3 separate regions of the Mus musculus genome follow, and regions 1 and 2 are each linked to region 3. Evidence: chromatin contacts called from public promoter capture Hi-C data. All regions are on one chromosome and are shown on one strand. The core of a region is the stretch at or near the end of the contact, and the rest is flanking DNA. Distances in the headings are between cores, read along the strand shown. Region 1 overlaps Atxn2 (ataxin 2). Region 2 overlaps Atxn2 (ataxin 2). Region 3 overlaps Cux2 (cut-like homeobox 2).

Evidence for each region. Capture Hi-C pulls out chosen DNA fragments and counts their contacts.
Region 1: a promoter capture Hi-C map of pancreatic islet shows a contact between it and region 3. The contact joins two enhancer-like sites. A contact is called at or near these places in 2 of 9 other capture datasets (adipose tissue and pancreatic islet).
Region 2: a promoter capture Hi-C map of pancreatic islet shows a contact between it and region 3. The contact joins two enhancer-like sites. A contact is called at or near these places in 1 of 115 datasets of contacts at active chromatin or transcription factors (embryonic stem cells) and 3 of 9 other capture datasets (adipose tissue, liver and pancreatic islet).

What each region holds. Positions count from the first base shown.
Region 1 is chr5:121,804,444-121,809,039 of GRCm38.p6, forward strand. Atxn2 (ataxin 2) reads left to right here. Exons shown (of 25, transcript NM_009125.2): 21 at 1,779-1,832. Among named protein-coding and RNA genes, the nearest start is that of Mir7031, 13 kb to the right of the region's middle. Within about 2 kb of position 2,903, at least 51 of the 459 cell types and tissues checked have an H3K27ac peak or open chromatin away from gene starts, as enhancers often do. A contact at or near this core is called in pancreatic islet, where this site is marked.
Region 2 is chr5:121,782,769-121,787,260 of GRCm38.p6, forward strand. It overlaps Atxn2 (ataxin 2), which reads left to right. Exons shown (of 25, transcript NM_009125.2): 11 at 1,089-1,271; 12 at 2,447-2,644; 13 at 2,991-3,098; 14 at 3,566-3,636. Among named protein-coding and RNA genes, the nearest start is that of Mir7031, 34 kb to the right of the region's middle. Within about 2 kb of position 1,508, at least 34 of the 459 cell types and tissues checked have an H3K27ac peak or open chromatin away from gene starts, as enhancers often do. A contact at or near this core is called in pancreatic islet, where this site is marked.
Region 3 is chr5:121,946,566-121,951,140 of GRCm38.p6, forward strand. All of the region lies in intron 2 of Cux2 (cut-like homeobox 2), which reads right to left. Among named protein-coding and RNA genes, the nearest start is that of Gm52785, 81 kb to the left of the region's middle. Within about 2 kb of position 2,251, at least 96 of the 459 cell types and tissues checked have an H3K27ac peak or open chromatin away from gene starts, as enhancers often do. A contact at or near this core is called in pancreatic islet, where this site is marked.

The sequences.
Region 1 (4,596 bases), core at 1,653-4,152, 140 kb before region 3:
TCCTCCTGTAATTTGATTTATAAAGAGTGGCCTGGTTTACATTTTCATTGATTTATAAAGAGTGGCCTGGTTTACATTTTCATCATGATGAGTCTGTCCTTCAGTGTGTGATCAGTTGTACTCCCTGGGATTAGATCAGACCTCACATGGAAAGGCCCTGGCGGTGTCTCTCGCTGACCTTGCTGTACCTTGTATGCATTCCCACAGTCTTCCAGCTTGGTAAAAGGCTTGGTTGAAGTGCTTATGTTTGGACACTGCTGCTGTGTGATTCAGAAGTGGAAGAGACATTTCTTTCCTCCTGGTTTTCTGGCCCCCACTGGGTTAAGAGGAAACTCTGGAGCTGAAGTTTGTAGTGCTTTTTGGAACAGCACTGTGGCTGCCAGTGCAGTGCTCTGCAGTGCTGCCTTCCTGGTTTTGTCATGCAGTACCTATATAAAATGGGCACTAGGAAATGAACTGTTTGGGGATTTTCCCATAGTCAAAAATCATTTTTTAATACGTTGACACAGTTTGTCAGTACCTTGGCTGCTCCATAGATCAGTTATGCCAAACATACATACATATAAGACATATATGTATGTATACACACACAGTTTGAAAACTGTTGTATGGAAATACTAATTTTGTGTTCATTTCCTTTGAAAAGTATGTATTTTCTATAACCCAAGAAATAAGACACTTGAAGCTGTTGATTTACAATGCAGTGGTGCTTTGTCCTCAGTTCTGCTGCTGATCTGCCTCTCTGTTGTTACTGGTTCTCTCAAGGCAAAGGCCCTCCTTGTGTTGAGGAGGACTACATGGTGTCACCTTGTACTCTTTGTGAGGAAGGACTTCTATTAGCAGACTCCCCTTGTTGCCTCTGCCCTGCAAAGTGATCACTGTAGCGTCTGTCCTGCTCGTCTGAGTTGCTATTCCAGCAGTGGTTCCATTTTCAGACTCAGTGGTAGAGCTGTCTGACTGACAAGTCAGCCAGAAGAACTGAATGTGCTCTCACTAGCCCCACTCCCACTCCTCCAAAAAAAGACAGGGTCTCTGTATAGCCCTGGCTGGCCTTGAACTTGCTATATAGGCCAGGCTGGCCTTGAATTCAGAGATCCACCTGCTTCTGCCTCCCAAGTGCTAGGATTAGAGGTGTGAACAACCATACCAGCTAAATATTTTTTAACATGTATAGTTTAATGCAGATAAGTTTTTTTTTAAGTACAATAAGCATAAAGAAATAGGATTTCCTGTAATCCTTCTGCCTGACATCTGCTTGTTAATATTCATATATTCTCCCAGAGCTTTAATTATACCCTTTTAGACAGACACATTTTAGTATGAATAGTGTGATACTTAAATTTATATTTTTATGTCATGAACCTTGGGATTTACTACCCAAGGGCCTGTGGTGACATTTGTGTTGCTGTGAAAAATTATGTATCATGAGTTTGCTTAAATACTGTTTTATCTGGGTACCTTGCTTATGACAAGGCTGTTTGATGGATGCCATGTTGGTCTTTTTATCAGTTAACGGTTCTCTATCAGATAATAATCTTATTCTTTTTATTTAAGCAAGTCAGCGTGTGGACTTGCTACCTCAGTACAGAAGGAAAGCCTTCCGGTTCAGTCCTGTTCGCTTGTAAATCTCTGCAGCAATGCTTATTTACAGTGCTGGTCACCCCTGACCAAACGAACTGTGCGTGAATACAAAAGATCACTGAATGTGTCGGCCTTTCCAGAGCATCAGGAATGCACACCTCAAGAGGCTAATTTACCTTTCTATTTCCCACATTCAGCATGTCCCAAATTACCATACAACAAGGAGACAAGCCCTTCTTTCTACTTTGCCAGTGAGTTGGGGTTTTTATACTAATTTTAACTACACAGTAAACACTATTTAAGGGATACGTGTTAAAGTAGCTAATTTGTTGGAGAACATTTTCTTTCTACCAGACAGAATTATTCAAAGTATGCATGTCTGGGCTGGGGATGTGGCTCAGTGGTGGAGTAACTTGCTCTAGCATGCACCAGGCCCTGAATTCATTCCCTAGTACAAAAAAAAAAAAGGTAAAGTTAAGATTTGTGGCTCTGTTTGTATAATTCAGAGTTTTGACAAAAGAACTATGTCTTATGTCATAGCTTAAGAAAATTGGAATCAAAGACTGAGTTCTTTCAGGAAGCCATTTTGAATACAACGCAAGAGTGTAGCTGTATGGGAAATACCTTGTTTTCCTCATTCTGGGAGACTTTTTCTGAACTGTTGGTAGTATTTTATACTAAGCCACAAGCTTGTGCAAAGCTTAAAGTACTAGTGAGTAGTGTTCTGGGCTGCAGAGAAGTGACCTCACTGAGATTCCTGTAGCACAGGTGAAGTAGTTAGAGACACAGTTCTGTCTTAGCGCTATTTGCATGACTAGAGGCTTAAAGTGTGAAGGCCTCTGGAAGTGTCCTGAAGCCTGTAACAATGTGTGGTCTAGGCTACCTTCTTCCCTAAGGGAGCTTAGGAGATGGAGTTTTCCTGCTTTACCGGGAAGCAGATCATGGGCTTTGATAGGCTAATTACTAAGAGACCTTTTAGAAATGTGTGTGCTGATGTCACTTTGTATGAAACATGAGTCCTAACAAACAATAAGATTTAATGTTATTAAATTTGGGACTAAATTTTGGGCTATTTTGGAATGACTACTCAATCATCAGGGTTTTGGAAACATTTTTACCTTAAATTTTCATTAATTAGTTGCTACTTTTTGGTGCCTGGGATAAGTTAACAAATAGAGCCCTTTCATGTGCTCTTGGAAAAGTAGTCTTATTGAGAATGTCCCTGAGGATTTCAGGAGCACAGTTTGAGGTCTCTAGTGCAGTTATCCTTACCATCCTGCTGGCTGTTACAGTCATAGTCATTTCCTTGGCAGATGGCTGAAAGGTCTTGAATCATCCCTAAGCACTAACAGCCTGAGCACAGCTTCCTCATGAAAGGAGTCAGCACTAAAGCCAGCAGCTGTTGTTGGGGATTTTAGTCACCGCAGTGTTCTGCCCTAGTCCACTGCGGTTTTGCCTCGCCTTAGTGTGATGTCTTTTATCCCCTCTGCCCCCTAAAATCTCCTTGAGTTATATCCCCTTTTTGGAATTATTGAAGTTGGAGGATCCTGTTCTGCTTATTTTCAGTGTTTCCAGTGCTAGTGATCACGAATGACTTGTACATCCAAGGTCAAAATGATAGAAACTATTTACAGAGTGAACATCTGGTCCTGAGGACTGAATTCGCTTTTGTTAACCTCATGACTTAGGGGACTGTTTCTGGAATCTAGTTAATGTTAAAAAAAGAGTTGACATATTTAGAATTTTAAATACTTAAGTCAAGAAGCGCTTTGTCCTCTCACCCAACTCTCGGGAGACTGTTTGAGCCTTGTAAGTAGTAGTTTAGCTGCTGAATAACGATTTCAGAACATCTGAGGGGATTCATGGTCTTTCTAGTCTCCCAAGTAGTTAAATTAACCAGCAGAGGAAAAGCCATTCAATCCTGCCCTTGGCTGAGAGCCTTGCTTGCCACTCTCCAAAGACTGCTCTTGGTTACCTTCCCCAGTCTTTTCTGTTCTGTTGTTTCTCTAATTTCCCTCTCCCTGATTTTTTTTTTAAAGATTTATTTATTTATTATATGTAAGTACGCTGTAGCTGTCTTCAGACACACCAGAAGAGGGCATCAAATCTCATTACAGATGGTTGTGAGCCACCATGTGGTTGCTGGGATGTGAACTCAGGACCTTCGGAAGAGCAGTCAGTGCTCTTAACTGCTGAGCCATCTCACCAGCCCCTCTCCCGCTTTTTATTGCCCTTAGTTTTGCTGTTGCTGGAATTACAGTGTTGGTTCCCATTTCCCGATTTCTCACATTATAGTCAAGGGGAAAGGGTTACATAAGGTACTTGTTTTTTAGGCCTCTTTGAGCCAGAAAGTGAGCAGATGGAAACATTTCTCTGGATGCTCCTGAAAGTGTTTTGTTAAAATGCATACTAGGGCCTGGAGAGACAGCTCAGCAGTTCAGAGCACTGGTTACTCTTGCAGAGGATTCAGGTTTGGTTGCCAGCACCCATGTGTAACTATATCTGTAACTGTAGTTCCATGGGATCCAGTATTCTGTGCTGGTCTCTGTGAGCACTGCACATGTGTGTGTTGCACTGGCAAAACACTCATATGCATATAATAAAAATCAATCTTTTTAAAAGATGTCTAATAGGGCCAGGAAGGTGGCTCAATGATAAGAACACACTTCCTGTGAGAGCCTAGCCTTTAAATGCCCTTTTATATAAAAATAAAATTTTAAACTGGATGTGGTAGTGAAAGTGTGGCCCTGCCATGTGAAGAGCTAAGGTGGGAGGGTCAGCTGCTGTCAAGCTTGAGGGTTGCGTGGGTTCCACCAAGCCCTGCCTCTAGTTATTCAATCTTAAGAACATGGCTCAGTGTAGCTCAGTGGTAGACTGTGTACTTAGGATGCAGGAGGCTCTGGCTCCAATCTTAAGCATAAACTATGAGTAATAAAGCTGTTTGATTTTGATCCTGGCTGGGTATGGTACCCCGGTGCGGATCCACTTGGAAGATGGAGTTGGGGAGGGTGGGTT
Region 2 (4,492 bases), core at 258-2,757, 160 kb before region 3:
TTTGGACTGCCCAGAAAGCGTGCCATGGGAAAAGTGCAAAAAGAGAAGTGACTCCACAAAGATGACTTCACACACACACACACCAGCACATACAAACCCAGTCCATACCACACATATCCTATAGTAATGAATACATTTTAAACATTAAATAAGGGGAAATTCTAACATGAGTTAGCATTTCCTCAGAGCACATGTCTGACTGTGTTCCCACTGAGGACACAGCAGAGAGCATGTGCTAGGGTCCTCATCATGGCCTCTGAGAGGAGGGGTAGTTCTGGACTTGTGTGCTACAGGCTGTATTCCCAGAAGTCCCCATGGGTGGCAGAGACAGTGATGGTGACTGTCGTCAGCTCTCACAGTGCAGCTTTCTGCAGACTTTCCTTGTTCTGCTCTTACAAGCCAACCACGCACATGTGAGGACGGCTTGGGCAAAAGATGGAGAGGAGATCTGAGGTTGCTGCTTAAATTCCTTTTTCCCCTGGGGCCCTGAAGGATGTAGCTCAGAGATAGAACACTAGCCTAACAAGTATGGGCTCCCAAGTTTGGTTCCTATCAAAAAAAAAAAAAGGTTTTTGTCTCATTTTGGAAATAGTAAAATCTGTTAGAAAGATAAACTGATAATATCCCATCATGCATCTGTGCTTCCTACGAAAACGTTATTATAACTTATTTTTAAATGCATGTAGTTAAACACTGTTGGGCCATGTTGTTATATTTCTCACCATCAAGTTTATTTCCTCCTTGCTTTAAAAGTAAAAGGAAATAAGGCTGGAAAGATGGGTCAGCTGTCAGACAGCTTTCTGCTTTCCAGAGGAACTCAGGTGCACACCCTCACACAGACACATACACACAATATAATTAAAAGTAAAACAAATTGTAAAAGGGGAAAATAAAACATACTGACATAATTGACATACCACAAAAGAATTCTTAGTGTGGCCAGAAATCAATAACAGTGTGATTCATATTCTAACCAATGAAAACCTGCTAAGGAAATAAGAGTTATATCTGTATCTAGTAGGAAAAGCAGTAAGGTGGGCACCGCAGGACTGATGTGATATCCTGTGGCATCCTTCTGTCTTCCTCAGGACCCCCAAGGATGTCTCCAAAGGCACAGCGCCACCCTCGGAATCACAGAGTCTCTGCTGGGAGAGGCTCCATGTCTAGTGGCCTAGAATTTGTATCCCACAATCCCCCAAGTGAAGCAGCTGCTCCTCCAGTGGCAAGGACCAGTCCTGCAGGGGGAACGTGGTCCTCAGTGGTCAGTGGGGGTAGGTATGACACTGCAGAGCTGAAGATCTGAGATTAAATACAGATTAAATGTGGTGGCATAAGCAGCTGTTGCCAGTTACCATGGTTATCAAGACACGAGTTGAAGGAACTGTCCCATCCCTCTGGAACTCTGACCCTGTATACATTTTGTAAACCTGCTTAGGTTTCTTACTGCTGCGGGTTTCCATGGCATCCGTGTGTGGAGTAAACAGATAGTCGCTTGGTGCTCCTCAAGGAGTAGTCTGCGCCAGGAGAGGCTCAGCTTTTGTTATGAGTCTCTGACCGTCAGCAGCTGCAGCCAAGGTCCTGCTTGGAGCAGATTTGGAATTAGGCCAGACTGCTTGGGCTGCTGAGTTGGTCTTGTTGGTCTGTAGTGCTTCCTCCCGGGAGTCCAGAGCTAGAGCTTGTGCCTGTTCTTTTGGCCTTACCAGGAAAAGGTCTTTAAGCTTAAAAAACTAGACAGACAGTGCGCTCACCCCTGTAAGGTGTGCAGTTGTAGTGATTGTCCTGTAAATTTCTTTGTGCTATTCTTCTTAGCCTTTTAAACTGAAGATTAACAAGAAAAGAAGCTTGAGGCGTTTTAACCCTATTATAAATAAGCAACCTTTTATAAATACAAGAATAGAGACAGTTGAGGGATATAGTGAGAATCGTGTTACGGGGTTGGTCTTTCCATGGAAAGTTAGAGTTGTGAACAGTTTCCTTCTATAATGTTTGATTGAACCATTTTCATTGACCCCTTTAGTCTGAAGCCTGCAAATAGGTTTTTATTGGATTAGGAAGCATTAAGCAGTTGTGTGGAAGGCGTTCATTCTGTGTTACGTACCCCTTGAGGCTAGGTGCGTCCTAATTTCCTTCAGCACTGGCGGTGGATCTTTATATTGCAAGTAAAAGCACATAGGCTTGGCAGCAAGCTACCATCAATTTTATTTCGTGTATTGATGGAAGGAGAGGAGAGAGGCATGGTAGAGATCTCTCACCTTGAATAAATGTTACACTTTGAATGTCGTCTTTTTTTTTAACTTAAGTATGCTTTGGCTTGCCATTGAACTTGACTCAAATACTTAAAAGTTCACTCATTTAATTAGGAGGGAAACCACGGTGGTACTTAGAGATTGTTGACTTCTGCCATAAGATACTTCTGAGAATTTAATGAGTATCTTTTTGCTTCTAGTTCCAAGGTTATCTCCCAAAACTCACAGACCCAGGTCTCCCAGGCAGAGCAGCATTGGAAACTCTCCCAGCGGGCCTGTGCTTGCTTCTCCCCAAGCTGGCATCATCCCTGCAGAAGCCGTTTCCATGCCTGTTCCCGCCGCATCTCCGACTCCTGCCAGCCCTGCATCCAACAGAGCACTGACCCCATCTATTGAGGGTATGCAACCAACACCTTTCCTGTTGTAATCCATGCATGGCCAAGAGTTGTGTTCTCAATACACAGTGATGCTTTTGTGGATGCAAGATTCTGTCTCTGGTAGAACTATTCCATGTATATTAACTAATGTCTGGCATCAGAGGCTCTGGCCTGTCCTAGTATGACGTGCCTGTTGTATGAGCATGGTTATTGAATTTTGATGTGATGACTAACAGGGAATAAACTCAGTTTAATGAAACCCATTTTCCCCTAAGCCAGAAGGTTAGAAGTGTTTGGTATTTACTCACACTATTGTCCTAATTTCTGTCTAATACTAGTTTTTTGCTTTTTTAAACTTGTTTTCTAGCAAAAGATTCCAGGCTTCAAGATCAGAGGCAGAACTCTCCTGCAGGGAGTAAAGAAAATGTTAAAGCAAGTGAAACATCACCTAGCTTTTCAAAAGCTGACAACAAAGGTTAGAGTTTGTTAAAGTTTTTTTTTTTTTAAAAGATTTATTTGTTTATTATATGTAAGTACACTGTAGCTGTCTTCAGACACTCCAGAAGAGGGAGTCAGATCTCGTTACAGATGGTTGTGAGCCACCATGTGGTTGCTGGGATTTGGACTCTGGACCTTCGGATGAGCAGTCGGTGCTCTTACCCACTGAGCCATCTCTCCAGCCCTTGTTAAAGTTTTTAGACACAATTATAGAAATAGCAAAGTGTTTAGCCAGACAGATACTTGCATTGCTAGTCTTTACGTGATAGATCTGTCTTCATTTCTTATTTATCTCTTCCCCTCAGCCCCAGTGCTGAGATTAAAGATGTTATAGAGGTGCACCAACACTCCTGGCCTCTGTTCTCATTTCTAACATTCCATATTTAACAATTTTAAGTTTAAAGGTAAAAGTAAATTGGAATCTAACAGGTTTTGGTTTTACAGGTATGTCACCAGTTGTTTCTGAACACAGAAAACAGATTGATGACTTAAAGAAGTTTAAGAATGATTTTAGGGTAAGTTCTTTATCGACTGGTTAGAATTAAAAAAGAAATAGCAAACATAATGATTTTTATGGCCAGTTCACAAAAGTACACTATTAAAACACACGCACACACATACGCTCTTGTCTTAAGTCATTTGTACAGCAAGCTAAACTTCTTTTCAGTTGTTTTTCATGCATATGAGTGTTTGCATTATGTATTTGGGCTATGGGTCTGCCTGGTGTCCTTTGAAACCAGCAGAGGGCATAGGATTTCCTGGATCTGAAGTTGCAGATCGTCATGAGCTACCATGTAGGTTCTGGGAACTGAGCTCAGGTCCTCTGGAAAAGCAGCCAGTGCTCTTAACCACTAATGTCTTTCTCCAGCCCACAGGGTTTGAGAGAGTGTGTGTGTATGTGTGTGTGTGTGTCTCTAGTCTTGTTTGTCTGTGAGTAGGTATGTACATAGTACTTCAAGTGCCCTCTGAGGGCAGAAGAAATTGTTATCATTTGGAAATGGGGTTAAGGCAATGGTGAACCGCCTGATGTGGGTGTTAGAAATTGAATTTAGATTCTCTGGAAGAGCAATAAATACTGTTAACCACTGAGCCATCTCCTCAGCCCCTTGACAATTACTCTTAAAGATGTCTTTGTCTGTTCTAAGTACAATAACTTAAGATCACAAGGTTTTTGTTTGTTTTTTGGTGTGTGTATGTGTGTGTGTGTGTGTAACAAGACTGCAGGTAACAAAGGATATGATCTTATTTTGGAAACTGACACACTAGAGCTCACTGCTCAGTAGTTCTAAAGTTGAAGACTGACCACGTCAGTGCTTGTAGTGTGTGCAGTAGAAGATGAAATGTGTCCTGAGTTAGCTCACCTTCCAATCT
Region 3 (4,575 bases), core at 1,001-3,500:
TTTCTCCTCCGTGAAATGAGACCCTCAGCTCCAAACCCCAGCTTACTCTTGGACTTCTTTACTGTGCAACCTTGGGCAGGCCCCTTGGTGTCTGTATAACAGTCTCCTGAACCCGGGCAGCTAGGAACAGGAAGGTACATGGAGGCTGCTGGCTTGGGATCTGCAGCAGCTGGTGGTATGCAAGGAGCAGGTATTTGACCTCTGACCTGTCCCATGGTGACCCTTCAGGCTCCCCACCTGCTCTCCTGTGGGATCCTTCCAGGGCAGTGGAAGAGATGTCCTTGGCCTTGATGTCTTCCTGAGCCCAGTCCATCTGATCCCAGAGTCCAAGCCGCAGCCCCTCCTCCTGTATTATCAATGTCGAGTGTTCTAAAATTAGCCCAAGGCTGCCAATTCCGAGTGGAGCTGGCTTTTGGGAACCAAGAGGCCTTGGCACTGTCACCTGAGTCCTCTCTCCATCCAACCGCATAATGAATTGTCAGTCTCTGCTGCCCCACTGATGGGCTCAGCTTCACAGCTATTCCCCTGTCAAGGACTCTGGGGCTAATGGTTCCAAGAACACAGATCAACCAGAGGATGCCAGGATGACGGATGGGCTCTTCAAGAGCCAGGATGCTGGCCGCCAGGCTGGGCAACAGGGGGTACCTACTTTGCTTGTACCCACAATTGCCTGAAGCTTGTTCTGCCAGTGCAGAAAGGGTGCCACCTGTGGTCCCTGTGTGGAAACTCATTATTCCAAGTGGCACCCACCTCCGAGGCTGAGGGGTTCCCAGGATGGGGCCTGCACACCTGGTAAGGTCTCAGATGCCATGAAGAACCGGTAGACCACACCCACTCATCAGAGATGCTCAACTGGCTCTGAGTCTGCGCTTGATGTCCTGAGCTGGGTTTTAACACCTCTGCATCCAGCCCAGCCACCCCCACCCCCGTGTGTGCGGGCCTGTGCATGCACACAGGAGTCGGCATTAGTTATTTTCTTCGTTTGCTTTCCATCTTTATCAGATGTGCCTCTTCCTGTCTTTGCACACATCTGACCTCAAAGCACTGGGATTCCAGAAACATGCTGCTGTGTTTGGGGTTTTACCTAGGAGCACACACTAAGAGCCTCTTTACTCATGGGGCCACTGAGACACCTGCAGCCTCTTGTGTTGGTTTTCATTTTTTTTTTTTTTTTTTTTTTTTTTTGACACAGGATTTAACTACTCAGTCCAGGCTGGTCTTGAATTTGTGAGCAGTCTGCCTCCAAAGCACTACCTTAAATACCTTTATCTTTCATCTTCCCCCCTTCTCTGATCCCCCAAGACTCATGTTTCCCAGGCTAGCCCTGACTCTACCATGTGGCTAATGATGACCTTAAACTCCTGATCTTAAACTCCAGCCTCTACCTCCAGAGTGCTGGGACAAAAAGCAAGCATCACTCTGCCTGGAACCTTTGCACTCTTTTAGTGGAAATCCTTACACACCTTCTGTGGGTTCCCCTCCCCCAAGATAAGTCACGCCCCACCCCCATGGAAATTATCCAGTATGCAGGTCAGGGCATCCCCACCCCCGCCCCACTTCTTCATCGGATCCCAAGGATCTTGTTCTGCCAACCAAGTATCTCACCCAGCTGTAGATATCATGAGGAAACGGCAAACAAAGAGAGAGATTTAATAACTGGAAACAGGAGAGAGGCTGCAGAGTTTAATTTTTTTTTTTTGTATTTGCATCTAATTGCAATCAACAGACTTCTGAGCCAGTGACAGGCTCAGCAAAATTGCTGCTGAGAGAACAGAATCTTTGTCTAAAAATAATCAGACATTCTGCGCACCGCTGTTTGTTATAACGGTAATCGATGCTGGAGGCTTTGAATTCCATCAATTTATAGATCAGCGCAGGGCTGCCCGGGCGATGGGGCGGCGCACGGCGGGGCTCGGCCAGCACCAGGCCGGTGTGTGATTAAGATAAGCCCCGGTTCCTTTCATACATTCCTTAGTGGGGGCTCATTCTCCGGCAGGCGGAGACGTTCACCGCAGTTAAAGATCACTGCAGCTTCTCAGACGCCAAATTTGAGGGGATTGATCAATAAATCAAATCAGGCCGATCGATCGGCCAATCAGGAGAGTCTAGCCGGTGCATTATCGCCGGCGCCTTCCAAGCCAGAGCTTTTCATGGCTTCCATCAAAACAGCCTGGCCCTGGCCGGCAGCCAGCGGCTGGCCTGTCTCATAGCCCAGGCCGCCGAGAGGGGCTGCCTGCCCAGCGGGAGAGCAGTAAATTTCTCATCAAACAGCGGATGGAGGAGCAGGGCGAACATCTGTTGTGCTGCAGTGAGTGACTCTGACAGACCGCCGCCCGACGGCAGCATCCCCGGGGCACGTGGGGAGGGGGGGCCCATGGAATGTTCCACTGGTTACGTCCAGCAGGTAATTTAAGGAGACTTTTGCATTCTTCTCACAGCTGCAGCCTGAGCGCTGCAAAGCCGATTCCGGCACAGTCGATAATAAAGACCGTCCGGGGACCCTGCAGGATGACGGTGGTTTTATGATCCCCATTATGTTACAATGTAACTTCATTAAACGCTGTTTATTCCTTTCTAAGCACGGGGAGGGCCTCTTGCGTGCCCATCAAGGTGGGGCCCAGAGGTGATCTCTACAGAGAGGGTTCCAGGCCATCTATCTTCTCTCAACAATGTTGAAGAGCCTCACCCACCTGCCTCTCGTCTCTGAGGCAGGGGGATGGCCTGGTCTCTGTTCCTTTCCACACACACTCTGGCAGCTGGGTGAGGACCAGGTGATCCCCGACATACATAAAAGGACATCACAGCCTCCAGGCAGGAGCTGAGAGGTCTGGGAAAGGAGGGAAGCAGGGCCCTGGGGCCCATCAGACCCTCACAGCAACGCCCTCCACCCTGCCCCTTTGGCATAAACATTCCTGAATCAAATGGTGGGGCCATGCAGACTGGAGCCAGTGTTCCTTTTGCCTCTCCACACTGATATTAATCAAAATAAACTGTCACATGGTCTCTTGTGAAGGCCGGAATTCTTCTCTGGGGACAGTCTAGATGTTAGATATAAAGGCTTCTTGGTAGAGGCCTATAGGTTGCAGGGCACAGAGAGGGAGCTCTTGGGTCCAGGGTACTGGCTTAAGAAGAGGCTACTCACATTGTGAACAGTGGAGGAAACTTCTTTGCCTTTGACAACCAGGTGGGTGACAAAGACTTCTGGGTCAGAGGCCCCTGTTCCCACACAAATGGCAGGGGACAGGTTCCACTTGGGACACAGTAGAATACCAGAGTCTTCAGGCAAGCTGGCAACTAACAGGTGACTCAGCCCAGTGGAGCTAGGACCCAGTGACACCATGAAGCCCTGGGATTGCCACCATGCAGATGGGGAAACAGTGAGAAGTTTCCTGGGCCCACGGTCGCATGGTCCCACGGTCACGTGATCAGGGAACACCAAAGCTCAGGGCTGGCTAAGTCTCCACTCCGGGTACCTTGCACATCTGTCTGTCCGTATTCTGTATGTCTGTATTCTGTATGTCTGTATGTCTGTCCGTATTTAATCTTCCAGCCTCTGCACCACACTGGGTATTGGTATGATGTCCCTTCTCCAGGCCCAGAGACACTGAAGCTCAGAGGGAGTAGTTTTTAAGTTGTGAGGGGCAGAGTTGGTTGTTAAGGGGCAGTGTCTCTCCATTTTTGGAGCCCCTACTGGGCTTCTGCATAGCTCTGAATAAAGAGGGATTCACACATACATACACACCCTCCCTCCTAGGGCACCCACTGTGACCCTTGGCCAGGGCCCTCCACACAAATCTGTTCTGACCTTGAGCCACCCACTCAGTAGTAAACAGAAAGGCTGGCAGTACCTATCAGCTTCCCTCAGCTGCACCTTGCCCTCTGCTGATTCTGTCCTTGGGGTCCCGCCACAGCATAGCAGGTGGATCCCCCCCCCCCCATCCTGGTAAGCACTGGCCACACCCTGCCATGACTCGGATGCCACAAATTCCCAAATGCCACTGGTCCTGACTCCTGTATATCCTACCACAGGCCCTGTCACCAGTATCCACTCTGGTGGGTGTGAATGCCCACACCCCACGGGTGCATCTCTGTCTTCTTTATAGTCTCCTAACCCTCAACACCACACTGGCATCACAGGGGCCTGGACGCTAGTTGTAGAACAAACAAAAGAGAGCTGAGCCTGACCCTCCTGGTGTCCCAAAGACCACAGGACCCATTCTGTTCCCCTTCACAGATAAGAAATCTTTGAATTCATGGTTCAGAGCTATGGTCTCAGTGTGGGGAGGGGACAGCGAGCGGGGGGGGGGAGGTGGGGAGGGGACAGCGAGCGGGGGGGGGGGGGGAGGTGGGGAGGGGACAGCGAGCGGGGGGGGGGGGGGAGGTGGGGGGGTGCGGGATGGAGGATGGGAGGGATGGAGGGAGTCCATCCACACAGAGCTGATGAGAGGGCTGGCCTTGTCGAGCCAAGAGCAAGTCACTGGTTGGCCCGTCGTTCTGATACAGATCCGCCCAGGGTCCCTTTCACAGAGACTACAGAATATTAGATTTATCACACACTCAAGCCGAGATGTGCTG